2 separate regions of the Canis lupus genome follow, and region 1 is linked to region 2. The links are chromatin contacts, called in public Hi-C maps. All regions are on one chromosome and are shown on one strand. The core of a region is the stretch at or near the end of the contact, and the rest is flanking DNA. Distances in the headings are between cores, read along the strand shown. Region 1 holds the start of WNT5B (protein Wnt-5b). Region 2 overlaps WNT5B (protein Wnt-5b).

Region 1 (4,955 bases), core at 703-3,202, 50 kb after region 2:
CACCCTTCGAGATATTACAACCTCCAAATGGACTAAAGAGGAGACTGGTTTCAGACACCCTGAGCAAACACTTAATGCACACACACCCTCACTCATATATTCATGCTCAAATATATAAGAAATAGAGCCTGGGAAAGTAGGAAGTCCATGGATGGAAGAAGGCCAGCAAGCTCCTGCAAGGCTGGCTCCTGCTCTACTGGCAGTCAGAACCCCAGGCCTCCATCCAACCTGTCCCCAGTGTGCCACATGCCCTCTGTGTGATTTTCTTTAGGAAATGAAAGGGAGCTGTGGCTGCCCTTAGGTATTCATCCACAAATTGTCTCTTTAGGTCCTTTGATTCCATTCAGCTCCTACCCTGGTGTCAGCACCACCCACACAGTTTAGTGCTGAGACCTAGTGTTAAGTCTGCCTCTTCCCTTGGACTCAAGGACTTGGCATCACCATGGAGAGCCCAGCTACATGGCTCCTTGCAATTGTGCAAAAGAGGTCTCTCAGCATTGCCTTTCCTTCCCAGGAGACACACCTCCTTCTTGCTATTTATAACCACAAATCTTCTGTGTCAAAGAGAGAACAGACATTATTTTCAAATGGAGGGAAACCACCACTCAGCCTTTCATAGGTTGGTATGTCTGCCAGGACTTGTGTGTTTGAGCCTGGACAGGCGTGTGGGCACAAGCTTGGGGCCTGGCACCCACTCATCCATGCCTGAGATTCGGAGTCCTGCCTTTGATAAGCCCACATCTGAATCAGACAGCAGGAGGAGCGGCTGGGTCCTGGGAAAGGGTCCCCAGGCTTCCTGAGGGTGTGCCCGCTGCTCCCAGCACCCTACGTTGCCTTAGGGCCCAGCCACAGAAGGAGCCACCCTACAGTTCCACCCATGTGTGTGCATAAGCGCTGGTATTGGGCCCTGCCCAACTGGCACAGAGTTTTCTGCACCCACATGGAGGGCATGGCTCAGGCGTCCCATCACAGCTCTCTCTGTCAAGTGGGCACATTCCTGGGTGACTGTAGCAGTTCAGAGGATTGGTAACATGATCCCGAGCCTTCCTCCTCCAGGTACCAGGCTGAAACTCTGCCCAGGGTGGTAGTAGCTGAAAGCTGCCGCCAGTGCCGTCAGGTGGCAAAAGCCGCGAGGCGGGGGCGGTGGGCAGAGTGGAGAGCAGATGCCTCCATTCACAGCTGGGTGACCCCCCCCCGCCCCCGCCCGAGCCACTTCAGTTTCTCTCTTGCAAAACAGAAGCAATCCGGCTCCACGCACATCGAATCATCTCTCACAGTGATTTGCAGGATGGAAATTTCTAGGAAATTTGGCTCCGACTACAGTGCATGACCAAATAGCCACTGAGGGAGGCTCCACGAGAAGATGGGGAAAGAGGTCACTTCTCACTTCTCCCAGGGCAGAGGCGGATGAGGCAGAGGAGCGGAAGAGCAATGAAAGGACCTGCTCTGAGGCAGAGGCAGAGGGATTCGGGCACCCAACTGGACGGCGTCCTCGCTGCAGTCCGCCGATGCGGGGCGCAGACCTCCCGCCCGGGAGTCCAGCGGGGCCCGCCAAGCCCGCGAAAGCGAACGGAGCTGCGAGGGGCTCGCGCGGGGCCCGTCCCGGGGCTGCGGGGGTGCGGGGGTGCAGGGGTGCGGGGGTGCGGGGCTGCGGGGCTGCGGGGGTGCGGGGCTGCGGGGGTGCGCGCGCCGGGCCGGGCTACCTGCCCGCCCCCCGCCCGCCCTCGCCCGCCCTGGGCGCCCAGCCCCGCACGCTCGCCCACAGCCCCCCGCCCCCGCTTTGTTCGCGGCCGCCCCCGCCCCCGCCCCCGCCCCCGCGCCGCTGCCGCTGCCGCTGCGGGAAGGTCGGGCCCGGACGGGGGGCGCCTCGGCAGCGGGCGGCCGGCGCTTACCTGCATGTCCCGCCGCCCCGCGGGCCCGCGGCTCCGGTGGCCGCTCGGCTCGGCTCGGCTCGGCTCGGCCCGGCTGCGCGCGGTCGGGGGCCCGGCCTCCGGGGGCGCCCGGGGGACCCCGCCTGCTCCTCTCAGCGAGCGCCCCAGTCTTCGGCCGCCGCCGGGCGCGGGGCTGCAGGCGCGGACCCCCCTCCCCCCCTCCCTCCCTCGCTCCGCTGCGCTGCGCTGCGCTCCGGGGGTCCCGCCGGGCGCCGGCTCGTCCCCACTCGCGCGGGCAGCCTCCGCGGGGCCCGGGAGCGCCCCCTGCCCCGGCGGCCCCGGCCTCGGCAGCGCGTGCCCTGCTCGGCGCCGGGACCCCCGAGCTCGGCGGGCGGGGAGGGAGGCCGGGCCCGGGGCGCGCTCTCCTCGGAGCGCGGGACCCGAGGAAGTTTCCGCCCCGAGCTGGCGGCGGGGCGGGCGGCGGCCGCGGCTCCGAGTGCGGGGGCCGGCGCCGGGCGAGTGGATCCCGGGGGCTCCGCCGCCTCCGCCCCGCCCCCCGCGCCTCCCCCGCCCCCGCCCCCGCCCCCGCCCCCGCCCCCGCCCCCGCGGCCGCGCCGGCCCCGGCTCGCTCCTTCCCACCGGCCGAGCGCGCGACACCCCTCCGCAGGGCTCCTCCCCGGCCCCGGGACCGTGACCTCCGCACCTGCCTCCTGCCGCCCGCCCCGCCCCGCCCCGCCCCGGCCCCCCGGCCTCCCCCGGCCCCCCCGCCCGGAGGCCCCCCGCCCCGTCCTCCCGCGCCGCCCTCCCGCCGCCTGCTCCTCCCGGAACCGACCTGGTCGCCCCAGAGGACCTGCGGGACTCCCCGGGTCCAGCAGCCCCTCGGGACCGCCCGCGCCCCGGCCCGGAGCCCCGACCTCGGCGCTGCGGAGCGGGAGGTGCCGGGAGCCGGGAGGGTTTCGGCCACAGCCGTTCCGTCGGCATCAGCCGCTCGCACGCGTCCGCTCGCCTTTCAGTGCCCGCAGAGAAGCAGAGCAGAGCGCTCTGTTATTTCCGCTCTACAAACCCAAGGCACCCCCTGGGACCCTGGCCCTGGACCCCCACCCTCTCCTACAGCGCCCAGCAGAGACCCCCGGGATAGGGAAACCTAGCGGACCAGGGCACACCAAGTAAACTGTGTCCACACGGAAAATGCATTCTCTGATGGCTTGTGGGCTGAAATACTGGCCTTCCTTTTTATGGAGAAACTGAGGCACAGAACATTGGCACGCTAAAGGGAGCTAGTAGTCTGAAAAGTCCCTAGGGGCCCAGTTTTTAGCCTCAGCGCAGATCAATGTTTAAATACTTTTATTGAGGTGCCCAAGTCCTGTTGATAAGTTAGCTCACAGCACCCCTGGCTGATCTGTCCGGGGAGTTCCAAGCTCCAGCTCCAGCCGCTGACCCTGTTCCAGACCTAGTAACAGGGTACCAAGGCACAGCAGCCAGCAAGGTTTGAGGTGCGCACTACAAATGCCTTTTTTTTTTACACTCTGAAACCCCCCTCTCTTCCCTGAGTCAGAGGTCACTCTGGCTAAAGAAATTGCCTTTGAGTGCAGTACAGTGAGGAAACAAAACAAAACAATAGTAATAATCTAAGGCTTTGCCTTTTCTTAATTAGTAACCAAACAAGGTGACAGCCTCCCCCTTTGGGTGGGGGAAGGGGCCACAGGGAGCCTGAGGGAATGAGGGACCAGGAGCCCACCACAATCGGCTGGGCAATAAGGAGCTATTGTCCTCTGGCTTTTACAATAAGGAAAGTAAGAGCTGTTTTAGCAAATACCTGACTAATTAGAGGGAAAGGCTTCCTTGGAATTGTGCTGCCTTGGGCCGGAGGTTCTCTACGACTTTTCTCACCTCGCAGTGAATGGGGTTTATGAGACCAGGTCCAGCAACCTTAAATGAATGGCCTATAATTGGCATGGGGGCGGGGGGGGGGGGGGGGGGGGGGGGGGGGGGCCTGCCTTCACTGAGGAGAGCTAGTTCAAGGCTTTATCTTTGGAGACAGATGGGATTGGGGGCAGAGCTGGTCTAAAGCAGTCATAAAAGCTTTCAATCCACTTTGTCAAATCACAAATAGGCTCAGTTCCTCTCCTTCTCAGAAGAAAGCATCAGTATTGGGGTGAGGGTCTTTGTAGGAGGTCAAGGGGAAGTCTTGTCTAGAAGGGCCTATCATTCTGGAATGCAGCCTAGGGTTTTTTGGGGGTCCACTTCATATACCCCTTTATCGAGCCCTACACACACAGAGATGACTGAGCTGGGTTCCCAGCTCAGGAAGTTTCAGGTCTGAAGGGTGGAGTTAGGGGATAAACTGCTCATTTGGGGCCTCAAATGAGCATGAGAAGGGGCACCTTTGCCTGGTATCTAGCTGGTGACTCAGGAGAAGGGCAGGTGGTAGACGGCACCCCCAGCTGAATGTCAGCACAGAGTCCTTTCCCTCCTGCCACAGTCTCTGTCCAGGATGAGTCAAAACTTGGGCCCACGGAGGAAAGCTGCAGTGCCCCCAGGAAAGGAGCTTGTGGCCCAGTAACTGGGAAAACATTCGAATGAGGAGCGGGCCGAGTCCTGGGCCAGATTCCCAGGGGAAGTGGTGAGCGCCCCATTGCTTGAGTCACTGGGCTGCTGAGGAGTCCAGAGCCAGCCCTGGAGGCAAGCCCTGATGGGAATGCGGACACATCTCACCCATGTTTTGTCTGTGATTGCTGGGTGGGGTCTCTCGCCTTCTCCCCCAAATAAAACATATCCTGACTTGGCATTTGTGGTTTCAACAAAGAAAGAAAAACCAAATATTTGGGCTATGAAAACGCGTACTGATTTCGCTCCGTTTGTTGGAGACACTGTTCCTCCCTTCCTGCCATGCCCCCACAGGCCACCAACCACCCCCAGAGGTCTCTTCTGAGCCAGATGGGCTAACAAAACCTTGTCAGAAAAAGTCAGAGAGGAGCCAGCCTCCTCTATTTCCTTAGCCCCCTGTGGCTTTCCTATATCTAGGACTGACCTCTGGCCCTTGGACTGCGCCTTCTTGGGCAGTCTTTATGCCCCTGAATAAAA
Region 2 (5,516 bases), core at 177-2,676:
TGTTCAGAAAAGTTAAAAGAACGCTGTACGCTGTCCTTGCCTGCTCGCTTACTTTGCTCAGTCATGCATGCTGAATCTCACAGTGTGAGTGAGGGTCCTGGTAGAAAGGAGGAAGGCAGTTCAGCCCCTCTTTTTAACATTCTCCTCCAGGCCCCGCTGTATTTAAGCACTTTCCTGGGGGATGGGGAGGTTGGCCAGAAGTTCTTGCACATTTGCATTTTAAGCACTTCCAGCACTGAAGCTTGCCACTCGGGTCTACTGTGGTGTGAGGGTTCTTAGACTGAATTCGGGGCACATAAATGAATACCAACAATTCTAGCAAAGAGTTCCCTTTGATAGACAATAACTAAATGATCAACGCCCTGTGGTTGGGCTGCGGAAGTGGCAGAGGGTATAAATGCTCTAACAGTAGAGTAATTCACATTCACATTCCTGGTTTCACATAGGTCTTAGTTTCTGAGATTTTTTTTTTTTTTACCAAAAACAACAACAACAACAACAAATACAGATCCCAGCAAGAGCTAGTAAGGGGTATAAAACTTTCCTGCAAAGACACCTCTTTCCAGGAAGAGAGCTAGAACCCAAGTTTCTCTTGGGGTAGGATTGTTTTGTAAAATTTCCAAGCTTTCTGCTTGAGCATATCACAAAAGCTACATTGTTCCTTTTTGGAGAGCCATCACAATTGGGTCTAATTGAGCCTGACACTAGATCCATCTTCCTTTTCTTGGGGGAAGGTGTGGATCTCTTTATTCCCTCTTAGGTTACAGTGCTTATTGCCTGGAAAAAAAAAAAAGAAAAGAAAAGAAAAGAAAATGTGTGAACCCTAGTAAGTCGGGACTTGGAATTAGGGTCAGCTTTCTAATTTAGCATTTGACACTATAATGCATGAAGGCTCCACAAGCTGTAAGTTCTTAGACTTTTTCTTCCTCCAAAAGACTGCATGACTGTACAGATTCAGTCAATAAAAATTTGAGCACCTCCTAAGTCTCAGACTCTGCTCACATTCCTCACTTTCATACAAAAAAAATAAGGGTTTTCCACCCTTTTTTTTTTTTTTTTTACTTGAAAGGCTAAATATAAGCTTGACTAAAGGTCAGTAAATTAATGTTTGAAAGTTAAGGTCACGGGCCTACTGTTCTCAACCTTGAATTGGGTATACTTAATATATCTGGAGTGTCTCTGGAAACCATGAATAAACCATTTATTTTCATCAGCCAAGGTTAACTGTTTATCTCTCAACCTTTGTGGATGGAAAGAAATGAATGTGTTGAGAACCCATGGTATGCTTTGCATGGTATCTGTAAATTTCTTTTAGTTCTCAAAACAGCCTGTTGAAACAGGTATCCTGATTTCCAGATAAGGCATACTGCTTGCCTTAAATCACCCAGCCACTAACTGAGGGAAACCAGGACGCAAAGCAGGACCAGTTCCAAAGTCCTGCTCCCTTCTGTTCTCCTGAGAAAGTTCAGTTACTGATCATACCTTGAGTCCCAGTAAGGTGACTTCACAGAAATGAGTGGTATCTGTTTGATCACAGTGCAGACAAGCTCAGGCCACAGGGCACTTACTCTTAAAGGGAATATGGGTGGATCCGATCTCCACATACCTATTGGAATGGAAAGAAATGCTTTTAAAGACTAAAAGCACCAAAGAAAATGACTTGATATTTTTGTGAGTGCTACAAAAGTTAAAAGGCACTTCAGGGCAGTTTTTAGAGTGGCAGAAAAAAAACTGGTGCAGGTATTTGCTGACACTTCAGAAGTGAAAAACCATTTCAAAATGGGAACTTGGTGTAAACTTTCTCACCTAGAGGTAATAAACCTCATAGGAACTGTGGGGGGGGGGTGTGGGGAAAGGGCTCCACACATCTTTCCTTTCTGAGTTTCATTGGGCAGTAGCCCTTAAAGTCTGTCTGGAAAAGATTATAAATGCAATGGTGGGGTTCAGTTGGTTTCTGCGGTCCCCTAACGGCCCTGACAGGCCTCCGGCTACAAATGCTGGGCAGTGTTGCATGATTCTCCCTGCTGTGGTCCCCCTCCTACGGGACTTCTCAGTCCTAAAGAGGGGAGGAGCACCCGATTCACCTCACATTTGGCAACGGGGATAAGGATGCTTGCCTGACTTACAGCATGTCTTTCAATAGTTAAGAGAATTCAAATTCTTTCATGATTCAATGACAAAGACCTGAAAAAGCAAATGTTTCTTTTTTTTTTTTATTGGAGTCTCCTTTTAGGTAAGAACTTTCTTCTAAAAAATGACACTTGACATGTAAATTGAAGCATGGCCTCTCCCCTAAATCCTGCTGGTTGCCTGCAGTGCTTACTACATAGACGCTGGTCTTGGAATAAGCAGAACCGTTTTCACTTTTGACTTAGAAAATGTGAACTCACATGTTCAAAGGGGAAAAGGTAGTGGCCCTCAGGGACCACTGTATTTCCAAAGCACAAGAACCTCTTGATTAAAAGATCAGATTTGTAAAACAAAACCAGGACTTCATGCAGCTTCTGACAAACGTCTCTTGCCAGTCCCCTGAAAGGGAGGGCCCCTGGCCTCTGCTGGTGGCTGCCCTGCTGCCGAGGGGGAGGATATATGGGAAGTCACCCAGTGGTCCTCTCCCTGTTGCCCTTCTCTGCAGCTCACCTCATTCCCTTTTCAGGTCATTCTATCCCTTTAGTAGAGGGCAAGACCTAAATTTTGTGCCCCTCCGAGCCCCTGTGGATGGAAGGGTGAAACTATTTATTTTTTATTTTTTAAAGATTTTACGTATTTATTCATGAGAAAGAGAGAGAGAGAGAGGCAGAGACACAGGCAGAGGGAGAAGCAGGTTCCATGAAGGGAGCCCGATGTGGGACTCGATCCCGGAACTCCGGGATCACGCCCTGGGCCGAAGGCAGGCACTACACCGCTGAGCCACCCAGGCGTCCCTATTTTATTTTTTTAAAGATTCTGTTTATTTATTCATGAGAGACACAGGCAGAAGGAGAAGCAGGTTCCATGCAGGGAGCCCAATGTCGGACTGGATCCCGGGACTCCAGGATCATGCCTGGGGCCGAAGGCAGGCGCCAAACCACTGAGCCACCTGGGGATCCCCAAGGGTGAAACTTTATGATGAACTAATTCAGAGTACAGGATTCTACACTGGAAAGCTATGTTCAAACGCAGTTCTTTGCTTAGTCTACGTCTCTCATTTTTGTTCAAACATAGCAAGTTAAAATATTTTGCAAAGTGAATGGTATCAAACAGATAAGACATTCATATTTGGATCATTGCCAACCATTAATCATTGAGAACTTAGCAAAGGTAAGTGCACAGCTAGAATAAGAACGTGTACTCTTAGGTCTTGGATAGAAAATGAATTATTTCTAGATGGTGAGTAAATTTAAATGTCCACAAATGATCAGTTTCAGTCTTTTCCTCTTTTCCAGGGATTGCTCTGATTTTGCCTGGTGGAGTTGCCTGTGCCAACCCAGCACACTTGGTACTATGTAAAGTCGAGTCTTCCAGGTGCAAGTAAGCTTGAGATCTTAACTGTGCAGCCCTAGCGTGGGCTCTGCTAAACATCCCTGCAAATAAAACAAATAGAAGTGGGAATTCCTATTCTTGCTGTTTGTTAACCCAGAAAAGCTCATATTATTTTCTTAAAAAAGGAAGACAGGTTTTTTTTTTTTTTTTTTTTTTTTTTTTTTTATTTATTTATGATAGGCACACAGTGAGAGAGAGAGAGAGGCAGAGACACAGGCAGAGGGAGAAGCAGGCTCCATGCACCGGGAGCCCGACGTGGGATTCGATCCTGGGTCTCCAGGATCGCGCCCTGGGCCAAAGGCAGGCGCCAAACCGCTGCGCCACCCAGGGATCCCGGAAGACAGGTTTTTATTCTCTCATTCCTCTTCAACTTTTACTTGTTTAAAAGACAAATGCCACATATACTTGTAAGTTTGCTTTTATTTGTGATGGTGGAAATAGTGTCAGTTACAAAGAAAGAAGAATGAGGTCCTTCTGCAGCAGCAAAGAAGCCTGTGAGACAGTGTTAGGGACATGAACACAATCTGCTGGAAGAATTTAGGCATGACTTAGTGTTCAGTTTCTGTCTCAAGATGCCTGTTTTCACAAATCTCATTGATACCATACATTTAATTTTATAAATGGGGAAAGAGGCTTGACAAGCTGGAAAGGTTTTGCCTGGGTGATGTGAGGAGTGCATATCAGAACAATGACTGCTTCAGAGTTTAATGACCACATCAGAAGGTGACAAACATGCAGGTAGTTCTTTGATCTTTCCCTGAGACACTGCAAAATACCACCCTGATCCCTTGGCTTCAGAAAGGTGCTAATAAACCAGAGCCTATCTTCACTGGGAATAGGAAAAACACCCCAAGAGCTGAAAGTTACTATTTAATATGCATTACATTATGCAAACTTTAGATACGTTTTGCAAACATTCTGTATAGGCTTATCCAAGAAGCCAAAAAACTAGTGCAATTTGGTGAATGGGCTACAGGGTACTGAAGTAGCTAGCAGTGTCAAACCTGTCACCTGTTGTCCTCCGGGGACTTGAGCCAGTTTCTAAAGCACTGCTTTGTCACAAATAGTGATGCAAAGTACGAGTGTTGTAAGTCTGTGCTTGCAGTAGTCTCAAACCTAAGGACTTTTGCGTGTTCAGCGCACCACAAATGTCTGCTGCACAATCCTTGTAAAGTAGAATCGGGTTGCCCCATCACCAGCTATTCTTCTTCATTCAAAAGTAAAAAGGCTTGACTTAACAGATGCCTTAGTTACAAATCCATTTTGTCCAGAAAGACTACACAGGTCTAATTTGTTAATATCAGGCATGCTGTTCATGTTGATTACTCCTCAATTTAAGTAATCAACAATCCAGAAGCATGGGGCTCAGCATACAGCTCTCTGTTCAATAATTACTCCTGCTATCATGGATTGGAGTCACTGGAATCCGACTGTGGGAAAATTGTTCTTTGAGACCAGATTAACTTTTAATAAATAGCACAAGATAACTCAACATGGCTTGGAAAGTACTGTTTTCCTCATCTGAAATTAATATGAAAACACTTACAAACATCCATGATATTTCTCTTTAGGAAAGCCTTACCCTAACCTGGCAATTTTTATGTACACATTTCTGTAGAACAGCTTACCTGCTACCATTTTGCTTTTTATTTTTATTTTTATTTTTTTAATTTTTTATTTATTTATGATAGGCACACAGTGAGAGAGAGAGAGGCAGAGACACAGGCAGAGGGAGAAGCAGGCTCCATGCACCGGGAGCCTGACGTGGGATTCGATCCCGGGTCTCCAGGATCACGCCCTGGGCCAAAGGCAGGCACCAAACCGCTGCGCCACCCAGGGATCCCCCATTTTGCTTTTTGAGGCACGGTCAATACTTTCATGGGAGGAACCGAAAAAATTGTCACAGTACTCCTAGAATCTTTAGTAAAATCACTGAGGCTAAAATTGGATAGATGGATAAAATAAGGGAGGAATTGCAGCAGTTAACCCCTTCA

Evidence for each region. A called contact is a pair of places that touch in the nucleus more often than the background predicts.
Region 1: a Hi-C map of tumor fibroblasts shows a contact between it and region 2, with 4 times the contacts expected there. The contact joins the promoter of WNT5B here to the enhancer-like site in region 2. A contact is called at or near these places in 4 of 9 Hi-C or Micro-C datasets (blood, liver, skin fibroblasts and 1 more).

Annotation. Positions count from the first base shown.
Region 1 is chr27:2,470,653-2,475,607 of UU_Cfam_GSD_1.0, forward strand. WNT5B (protein Wnt-5b) reads right to left here and starts at 1,953. Exons shown (of 5, transcript XM_038576338.1): 1 at 1,893-1,953. The coding sequence starts at 1,898.
Region 2 is chr27:2,420,920-2,426,435 of UU_Cfam_GSD_1.0, forward strand. All of the region lies in intron 1 of WNT5B (protein Wnt-5b), which reads right to left. It overlaps FBXL14 (F-box/LRR-repeat protein 14), which reads left to right. Exons shown (of 3, transcript XM_038576336.1): 2 at 3,426-3,655; 3 at 3,867-5,014. The coding sequence ends at 3,437. Among named protein-coding and RNA genes, the nearest start is that of FBXL14, 6.1 kb to the left of the region's middle. Within about 2 kb of position 1,427, at least 2 of the 20 cell types and tissues checked have an H3K27ac peak or open chromatin away from gene starts, as enhancers often do.